2 separate regions of the Anas platyrhynchos genome follow, and region 2 is linked to region 1. The links are chromatin contacts, called in public Hi-C maps. All regions are on one chromosome and are shown on one strand. Each heading gives the region's core, a stretch centred on a gene start, on an enhancer-like site or on the middle of the called end of the contact. The rest is flanking DNA. Distances are from core to core; before and after follow the strand shown.

Region 1 (5,149 bases), core at 1,195-3,694:
AGACTTTCATTTAGCATAACTAGCAAAATAAAGTGCTAGAATGGCCACTGCTTCTATGTGCTTTAGTGCACTTTTTTTTTTTAAGGCTAGGTGTCACAGCCTTGAAGTGTCTTTGAAGTTTAACTGCCCTCAGATTAAGACAGTATACAAGTATTTCAATGCAGAGCGTATTATTATGTCTTACAGACTTCAGTAGAACTTAAGCTTATGACCTGAAGTTTAACCAAGAAATTAGATTTTTTTTTTTTTTTTTTGTGGATTAGGAACACTGATGTGGGACTGACTGAAAACATACTGATTAAGTTTGAAGGTGTTTGCATGTATTCTATATTGTTAGTAACATATTAATAATTCTTTTTTTGTCAAAACACAAGTAGATAAGACTGCATAAGGCTTCACATGGAAATTATGTTTTGTTAAGGTCTACTACTAAAGTGTTTCTGGCTTGCTTATGTGAATATGTGACTTGTTATTTACTGTTGTTGTTTTTTTTTTTTGCGTTAAAGTGAAAAGGAACTATTTACCTTACTGTTGTTTCATTTAAAGTCTTGATAATAGTTTAAATTCTAAATATAAATTCTAAATTCTGTTCTGAAAAACAAGATACCATGTAAATAACTTTTTCATGTTTTTCTTTAAGCATTTTCCCACGTGCCTGTAAGCCAAGGACAACTTATTATACCTAAAGAAGGCAATGAAAAGCAGCTTGTTATGGATGAAATGGAGAACTTCAGCCTGACTGTCAACCCTCTGAGTGACCGGCTTTCCTTGTTAAGTACCAGCAGCGAGACCATTCCAATGGTTGTGTCTGATTTTGACCTTCCTGACAATCAGGTTGAAATACTGCAGAGTTCTGATTCTGGCTGTTCTCAGTCATCTACTGGAGACAACATCAGCTATGAGGTGGAAACAGAAAGCCTGAGTGCTCAAGATAGCTCTCAGACTCTGAGAGAAGACTCGCCTGATGAAATTGTGCAACAAGTCATTACTGACCTTATCTGCAGAGTTGTAAGCAGTCTTGGAGAAGAGAACGACCCAGTTAAACACAGTCTGCACTCCGAGGATACTTCATGTAATTTCAGCCCTTTGGATAACCCCGACGAGATGACTAAAAGTGAAGATCAAAATATTCAAAGTAGCCAAAGTAGTTTGCTTAGTAATGACAGTTCCCAGTTATTGTCAGCCTCAACTGAGACTGGACTTGAGAGCTTAAGAGACGAAATTTCAAGAAATAACTCCTCACCCTGTATTGCAGCAAGCCAGCAGTCCCTGTCAGATCTCACTCTTGCTTCCACAGAGTCCAAGTCCAGAAAGCGGAGCCACAGTAGCATTCAGTTCAACTTCAAAGGAAAACTGCCAGAAAAAACGTCAGAAAAAGAAACAATTGTTAAAGAGGCTGGTAAGCAACCAGGTGCAAAACCTAAGGTGAAAATAGCCAAAAAGAAAGATGAAGAGAAGAAGAAAGCGCAAACAGAAAAGCTTAAACAAACAAACGTCTTCTTTAGTGATGGTCTTGATTTAGAAAACTGGTACAGCTGTGGAGAAGGAGAAATTTCAGAAATAGAGAGTGATGTGGGGTCCCCAGGAATGCGGAAATCTCCCAACTTCAATATCCATCCCTTGTATCAACATGTACTGCTGTATCTCCAGCTGTATGACTCCTCAAGGACATTGTATGCTTTTTCTGCAATTAAAGCGATTCTGAAGACAAATCCCTCAGCGTTCGTAAGTGCTATCTCCACTACCAGTGTCAACAATGCATACACTCCTCAGCTCTCACTGCTCCAGAATCTCCTAGCCAGGCATCGGATATCTGTTATGGGCAAGGATTTCTATAGTCACATCCCAGTTGATTCTAACCATAACTTTCGGAGTTCTATGTACATAGAAATTCTTATCTCCTTGTGTTTATATTACATGCGGAGCCACTATCCAACTCACGTTAAAGTAACCTCACAAGATCTGATAGGAAACCGTAATATGCAAATGATGAGTATAGAAATTCTGACACTTCTCTTTGCTGAATTGGCCAAAGTTATAGAAAGCTCTGCAAAAGGCTTTCCTAGTTTTATTTCGGACATGTTATCCAAGTGCAAGGTTCAGAAAGTGATCCTGCATTGTCTGCTGTCTTCTATCTTTAGCGCACAGAAATGGCACAGTGAAAAGATGGCTGGAAAAAACATAGTGGCTGTAGAAGAAGGTTTCTCTGAAGACAGCCTTATAAATTTCTCTGAAGATGAATTTGACAACGGCAGTACTCTACAGTCACAGCTTTTAAAAGTGCTTCAGCGGCTGATTGTGTTGGAACACAGAGTAATGACTGTGCCTGAGGAAAATGAAACAGGCTTCGACTTTGTCATAACAGACTTGGAGCACATTGGTCCCCAGCAGCCGATGACTTCTCTTCAGTATTTACACTCCCAGCCAATAACCTGCCAAGGCATGTTTCTCTGCGCGGTGATAAGAGCTTTACATCAACACTGTGCCTGTAAAATGCATCCTCAGTGGATTGGCCTTATCACTTCCACTTTGCCTTACATGGGAAAGGTTCTTCAGAGGGTGGTTGTTTCTGTGACTCTTCAGCTCTGCAGGAACTTGGATAATTTAATTCAGCAATATAAATATGAAACAGGATTATCTGATAATAGGTAAGTATATCTAGAGGTGTATAATCTTTTTAAGCAAATTTAATTGTGTTGAATTACTTTGCTGCTGGATGAGTTCATTTAAAAATATATTTTATTTTAGGCCTCTCTGGATGGCGTCAGTCACTCCCCCAGATATGGTTCTTACTCTATTAGAAGGGATTACAACAATAATTCATTACTGCCTGCTAGATCCATCTACACAATATCATCAGGTAAATTTACTTGGGCATCTGAGAAGTTCCTGTGCAGTATATGTCAAATTAAGGACTGTAATTGTATAAACGTGCTTGTATTAGGTACTTGCACAAAATTGAAGGTCTGAGTGAGGAAAATAATAGCCATGTAGTAATCTTGGTTGTAAATGTGTTTTTCATGGATAGTGTATACATCTCAATTAAACGGAACAATAATTTTCTACTAATTATACTTCTAAGAGAGTATTAGACTTTTCTGTTGTTATCATTATTTCCTTGAAACAACGAAGTAGTTTCAAGGAAAATTCCTTAACTTTCGGACCTCTAAAATGTAACTTTTTAGAACTTCATTACGACTTCATTGTGGAACTTTGCAGACTGATGCATATCTGGCACTTTCTGGCTGGATTATGTTCATCGTGCAATATGTCAAAATATTTTCTTTCTGCTTTTTCGGTATATTCACAATTTGTCTTCAGTCAAGCAATATTTTCAGATCTGATATTAAGAGCATAGTATCTTTCAAGAATTTGGCCCAGATTTTACATGAAAACTTTTGTTCTGCTGTCTACCTTGGTTTTGCCATTTGTGTTCTTATTCCCCTTTGCCTTCCATTCATTTGAAAATAACCGAGAACTGTTTATTGTCTGTGCAAGTAAATAATTTTGCTTAATGTATTTGTTAAACCTCAGATTCTGAAATAATTATATTTTGCAAAGGTGTAGGCAGATGATACAAAATTGATTGCTGTAGTCATGAGGTACCACATGTTCAGAACACATTCCATTCTGAATGACTGAGAGTCAAAAGATTCTTTAATCAATTATTATTTGATAAACTCAAAGCCTGTAAGTACTGTAAAAATTACCGAAAAGCTGTTTTGGAAAAGAGGCCTGGTTTAAAGCTTCCATGTACATTGTCTCAATTTACACTATTTTACTAATTTTATTTGTGTAGATATTTAATGCTGTTCTTCCCCTCTTCCCTTGAAATGTTCTAGCTTTTGGTTAATGTAGATCAGAAACACTTGATTGAAGCACGCAATGGGATCCTGTCTATACTGCATATGATCATGTCTTCTGTGACTTTGCTGTGGAGCATCCTTCACCTTGCAGACTCTTCAGAGAAAACTACTGCTGCCGCTGCTGCATCCATTACCACTATTAATCTTGGGTCAACAAAGGTCAGAATGTCAGGGATAATATTGTTTACATCGTACATAAATACCTTCATCAAACTAAATCCAATTACATTCCCTTAAATGTAAATTGACTTTTAATACATTTGTCCTAATCTACCCACCCACCTGAGAAACAAGACCCAAGAAAATGGGTATTGACTCTGCTTTTAAACTTAAATGTATCAGCTAACAGCAAGTCTCCCATTTGCTTTCTACAAAGAAAATTAAACCCATCCTGAAAAATACTTGAACCATTTAAGCCACCCTTTTATGCCTCAAAATATGTAAAATGCTCATGTAGAATCATAACAAAAGAGAGCTGTCCTCTTAAAACGCCTTGTATTCAGACACTTTTGAACTAGTTCCGTTACTCATTCAGTGTCCATACTGTGATATCCTTATACATGGGGAAATAGCCCTGCAATCACAAAGATGAGAATCCAAGAGGGAGTCAAATATTGAGAATGCTGCCTAGCCCTCTTATTGGAAGCATTTCAAACTTCTAATATTCCACATTTTAAAATAGGAAATTGTCAGTTAAATCTGAGATATTTTAAAATATTATTTCCTAACAGTTATTTTGAATATTACCAGGTACTTTTTCAGATGATGCCATTTTACGTCATTTTCAACATTTGGCATTCAGGCTGAAGGAGTGATCACTCCTTTTTTTAAGACTCCATGTCTTTCCACAGACGTTATCTGTCATCATATTTGTGCTGCCAGTAGGGCATCCTAATCAAGGAAGGGAAAGGGGTCTGTATGCCATCATGTGGATGGCATATGATGTTATGCTTCTTCTGTGAAAATAAGATAAGCTTTTTCACTCTGGTTCAATATTAACTTTTCTGTAAATCCTAGGTTTTCTTTAGTTTGCCGAAATCCATAATATTCAAAAGAGCATTCAACATGTGCTGTCCATGAAAGTGTCCCTTCTAAAGTCCTTTCTAATGACAGCAACCACACTTGGCAACTGTATGAAGTGCATAGTCAAGATCTAGTATTCTATGTAACAGTCTTCTGAAAGATTAGACAATTCCTACTCAAATATATCAGACTAACACAGAAATGGCTTTCAGGAAACAGATAAAAGTGCACTTTTCTCTGAAATCTTCGTGTCATAGGAA
Region 2 (5,149 bases), core at 1,913-4,412, 310 kb before region 1:
AGCACAAAAGACAATGGCCCTGGCACAGAAGAGAAAACAAGAAGAGATTCCAGCAGGGAGAATTCAATGCTCCACAAAGACAGATCGCTGGGCTTGCATCTCCCATGTGCACTGCATTACAGTAACTCGACTGTTAAAAGAGCGATATGGCTTTGAAACCCAGCTTCTGGATGCTTTAGAAAGAACATATTTCTTCAGACCTTATTTAATCATTAAGTTAGCATAACCTACCCTCATCCACTCATCATTCACTGTTTCTTTTTCTTATTAATTTATTTTTAAGCGGTATTTATTTTTTTCTAACTACCAACTGCATCCAGGATGCACTTGGTGAAAAAACTACCGGAGTTTGGGCTCTCCTACAACCAAAGCATGTAATGGTTTCTATTTTTCATAAAAGAAAGAAGACTAGAGTTTCCTTTGTTAAGACTAATATCCCTCCTTTTATTAGTGTAAATAACATTGCTTTTAAGAAGATGCAAAATTCATTCACTCCTTTTGATCATTTGGTAAGTTTGAACTTTTGATAAATTGCTAGAAGCTTAAACGAAGAGTTATGACTGGCACCACCAAACTTCAGTAAGGTAAATCCAACCTTCTACGTGTACTGTGAGTTCTTAAAGATTTCCAGGGTGGTGTTTTGCTTTTGTTTTGATTTTTGAACCTGTATGCTGACATTTAATAATATTCTCCAAGTTAGTCCATTCACAGTGGTTTCATAACATCACTGAAGACCTGTAGACATAACAGCATGGGAAATCTAAAAACTTTCCTAATCAAGTAATCAAAAAAAAAAAAAAAGAGATTACAGCTTATAGAATTGAAGACTGGATGTTTGCTAGTATGTTACTGATTTTCCAGGGTCTTCTGATGACTGAAGTCTTACTTAAAGACACCAATACATGTTAGAGCAGCGGTTTAGAATCTGATAAAAGGGACTAGCAAGTTGAAGCTAGGTGATAATGTAGCACTGACATTAAGCAATGTATCCCCAAGGATACACAGCAAGAACCCACTGAAGACAGGATACACACAGCAAGAACCCACTGAAGACAGGATACACACAGCAAGAACCCACTGAAGACAGGATACACAGCAAGAACCCACTGAAGACAGATGAATTCCTAGATAAATAACAGCAAACGCACCCTTCAGCTATAAGCAGCACATCAACCAAGGCTTTAAAGAAGAGTGAGATTACTAATTCCTATCAGGAGATTGTATCTCCACAAAGCATTTAACCCATGTGGAAATCCTCTGCACATTTGCTGGAAGTCTGAACATCAATCAAGATTATTCAACCCCTTGAACAATATTATTTGAATATGTTGGGGGGGAGGGGAGGGGGCAGAGAGGGGAAAAGCATTTTAGTATCAAAAAAGGGGAAATTAAGAAATTTAAGCTATATGCCATCTCCAGGTGATTTGGAAATATGATGGTCCCAAATATAATCCTAAAAACATAGATCTTTCTCAATAATTTTAATGGGGCATGGCAAGCTCTTTGACTTTCCACAAGACTGTGAAAGAGCAATTAGCATTCAAAAGGTTTACAAAACAACCTGTGAGTACAGCCTGAACAAACAGGATCTGTTTTATCCCTCAGCTGTGTTTCATACAGACCACAGTCTTCAAAAAGGAAAGTTATTTACAAAAAGAACAAAAATCAATCTGTTACCCCTGACAATGGGTAAGTACTCATTCATTCAAACTTGATAAAAGATTAAGTCAGGAATCACTTTCAAAAGATACACCGAGCACAAATGAGGCTACCCACAGGTATTCTCAAAACGGACTAGACAAGCAAGCTGTCAAGTTTTAAATAGATATCACCTGCCTAGAAGTACAGATACGGATGAAATCCAATTGCATTTATAAAATAACAGGTTCCCTATGTTCCCTCAGCCATGGCAGATCCAAGTTGCTGCATTTACTAGGCTGGGGCCTCTCTGCTACCACTTAGAAACCCTGCAGCTAGTGGCTTTTAGATGTTCTCCAGGCTTTCTGCAACTTCTGCCTTCACAGTGCGGACAGCACAATCCTTACATGGATGAGACAATCAGTGATGCAGCCTTTCAACATAACTTCCTTCTTTAAAAGAGTACCAACAACTCCAGCCCATTTGCTGCTAAGACTGCTAACAAACACTCTGAATTGGAGGCAGACACTGTCAAACAAACACCAAAGTAACACTGAGTGCTAAATTCAGCTGCAACACCTCAGAGAAGTTCAGTTTGTCAGAAATTATGAGGTATCTCCATTAACAGTTCACAAACAGGAAACTGTGAAATACTGTGCTTCGCTTTTCTGGAAGCAATGAAAACTACATAGCTCAATAACATTATCAAAAAACTAAAACGTAGAGACAGTGGTAACACAGAAGCACAGTTAAAGCCATTTCCACAATACACTGGGATCCTGCTCCAGATCTTAAGTTTATCTGTCTTTCAGTAAAAGTGAAGAGTAATGAACCAGAAGTGCCTTCTAGAATTCCACTGTACTTAAAGACCCATGAAATAAATAAATAAAGTCTTAGACTTAGCAGACTTTTCTGTATGAACTCAGAACTTCTAGTAAAGTGTTGTTACAAAGCACCCCCACCAGATGTTCCTGTGTACTTTTATATTTATTTTTTGCAAGCCCCAAGCTGCGGTCCCCGCGGACAGACAACCACATTGACCACGTCAGCAAGGAAAGGGCCGGACGCCGGAGATCTGGTGGCCGGCCCCAACAGAGCCACGCACTGACATTTTTGTGGCCCAACCAGGCCATTTCAACTCCCCGGCGCTCACCGCTGCGGCTCGGCAGCAACACCGTGAGTTGCTACCACAAGCAGCGGACAAACACCCCCGGCAGGGCCAGACACAGCAAAGGCTTCCCGGGAACCTCCACCTAAGGCTGTGTGGGCCCGCAGGGGGGCCGGCGGCCGCCTCACCAGCCACGCAGCTGCCTCAGCGGAGCCCCCCCCCCCTCCCGGCTGTCCCCGTCCCGGTCCCCCCGGACACAGCGGCCCCCGCCCCTTACCAGTCGCTAGATGAATGGGCTCGGCCGGGCGGGGCGGGAGGCGCGCTGGGCAGCGCGGGGGCTCATCCTCAGTGACAGCGGGGTAGGGCCAGGCCGCTGCGGGGACCGCGGCACCTCAGCGGGAGGAGGCGGCGCCGGCGGCCGGTGCCAGCGGAGCAACGGGCGGCGAAGCGACGGCAGCCGCCGCACCCCTGAAGAAGCCAGCAGGCGATTGGCCGAGGCGCCGCCGCGGCTCGCGCGCTGATTGGCCCGCCCGCGGCGGAGCCCGGATTGAGTGACAGGGAGGGAGGGGGAAGGGGGCGGGGCCTGCGCGTCGCGGCCGTGGGGCGGGAAAGGGTTAAAACAAAATGGCCGCCGTGCTGCGGGGGGGGGTGGGAAAGGGTTAAACAAGATGGCCGCCGTGCTGCCACGGTGGGGCGCGCAAGGGTTAAACAAAATGGCGGCCGCGGGAGCTGAGTGTGGGGAAGGGTCGTCGGGAAGGAGAGGTTGGAGGAAAGATGTTTGAGGTGGTTTAGGGTTTTTTCCTGTCAGTTTTCATGGGAGAAGGAAAATTTGTGGCCACGCAGCTAGAAGTGCTGGCTGCAATGTCGTGAAGCACTATCGATTGGTGGAATGAAATAGGCAAAGGATGCAGGCCCCTGCCTAAGAAAAATGTTAAAACCATTTTGGGAGAATTATTACCAACATCTGAGGCTGTCCCAAAGGAAGGTGAAGAGATGCAGCTTGCCTGGGTGTGAGCAAGGTTGCTGACAGGGCAGTACCTCTCTGGGAGGTCTCAAATACAAATCATTAAATAACCCATCTGCAGATCTCTAGGAAATAAAGAAGTAAGAGAAAGCATCCGGAAGGTTTTATCGAGACAGGTATTCCCAAACCTGTGTAATTTCTCACTCTGACACTGCGAGTGGTCCAATTTATATGATACAACTTGATCTTTGTAAGGCTTTTGACACCAACCCACAGGGCAGTCTCATAAGCAAACCTGTTAAGTACACAAGGATTTCAGAAATCAATCTTGCAAGGTAATTCTCTAAATCACCTACTTAGAAAGTATCTGAAGTAAACTCCTGTTCTACTTTTTTTTTTTTTTTAATTGGGGGGGAGGATGATGTAATAGGAGGTGCAGATTACAGTTTAATCTGGAATAGGATTTGTGTTTTACCTTTTTGGGTGGGAAGCAAGGAACCAGACAAGTAGTACCCAATGTAAAATAGAAAAAAAAAATGCACATCACTTTTTCCAAAATAGAAAGGAAAGACAGGCTATATTAATGTTTATGCCAATGGCCAGAATTTTTCCATGTTTATTTAAAGCCACAATTTTATCACCAGAGTAGTGAAAGCATTAAGGAGTTTAAAACAACCTAGCTGTTTTTTAACCACAAAACATTTGAAGTTGAAAAAAAACTTCTATGTGTATTCTTCAGCAGCAGTTTAATTTGGGGAAAATGGAGTATAAATTGTGTGTAGGTGAATCACAGGCATTTTTTTACTCAGGCCATCTGCCCCAGTTAATGTGAACTTTGCAGTCTGCCTTTTGAATTTCACTGTACAAAGGTTCAGTTTGCCAGCAGTCATTCCTCTTCGTAACTATCCCTGCATGCTGTGTGAGGTTTATTTATGCATTACTTTCCTAGTGATAGCTTCTTTCTGCTTCAGTCATGAACATGTCTCAGAGGTGGCCTTGCTACAAGTATTCTGCCAGCTGGCCTACAAACAGTAATGACCATCTGGGGAGATAAAGAGGTCCAAATACAGCTGAAGTCAGCCATAAACAATGCTTTGTTGTACAATAATAAATTCAAGTGAATAGCTTGGGCAGGCATCCTTTGGAGAGGTAAACAGCACAGTGGAAAGATCAGGGGGCTTAAAAGAGAGCAAGGTCCAAGACAACAGTGGTAAATCCTATATGAAAAAAAAATAATTTCTAACATGCTGGAGTGCTTTTTAGGTACGTACTCTTTCACACAGCTCAAAATACAACTGTAACAAATGGAAGACTACGGGGGATACAGAAAACTTTGAAAATAATTATGCGTAGTGAATAGGACCTGATGTAGTCCATTGGGTCAGGCTAAACCTTGGCAGAATAACCAACAGTCTTTTAGCAACGGGTTTCAAAGCAAA

The links. Hi-C and Micro-C count contacts between places; a contact is called where the count stands out from the background.
Region 2: a contact with region 1 is called in a Hi-C map of F5 follicle, with 2.7 times the contacts expected there. The contact joins the promoter of IBTK here to the enhancer-like site in region 1. A contact is called at or near these places in 2 of 8 Hi-C or Micro-C datasets (F1 follicle and F5 follicle).

Annotation. Positions count from the first base shown.
Region 1 is chr3:84,871,341-84,876,489 of IASCAAS_PekinDuck_T2T, reverse strand. It overlaps DOP1A (DOP1 leucine zipper like protein A), which reads left to right. Exons shown (of 37, transcript XM_072036241.1): 19 at 641-2,648; 20 at 2,749-2,860; 21 at 3,843-4,025. Among named protein-coding and RNA genes, the nearest start is that of PGM3, 30 kb to the right of the region's middle. Within about 2 kb of position 2,444, at least 5 of the 8 cell types and tissues checked have an H3K27ac peak or open chromatin away from gene starts, as enhancers often do. A contact at or near this core is called in F1 follicle and F5 follicle, where this site is marked.
Region 2 is chr3:85,185,527-85,190,675 of IASCAAS_PekinDuck_T2T, reverse strand. IBTK (inhibitor of Bruton tyrosine kinase) reads right to left here and starts at 3,162. Exons shown (of 29, transcript XM_038176660.2): 1 at 3,024-3,162.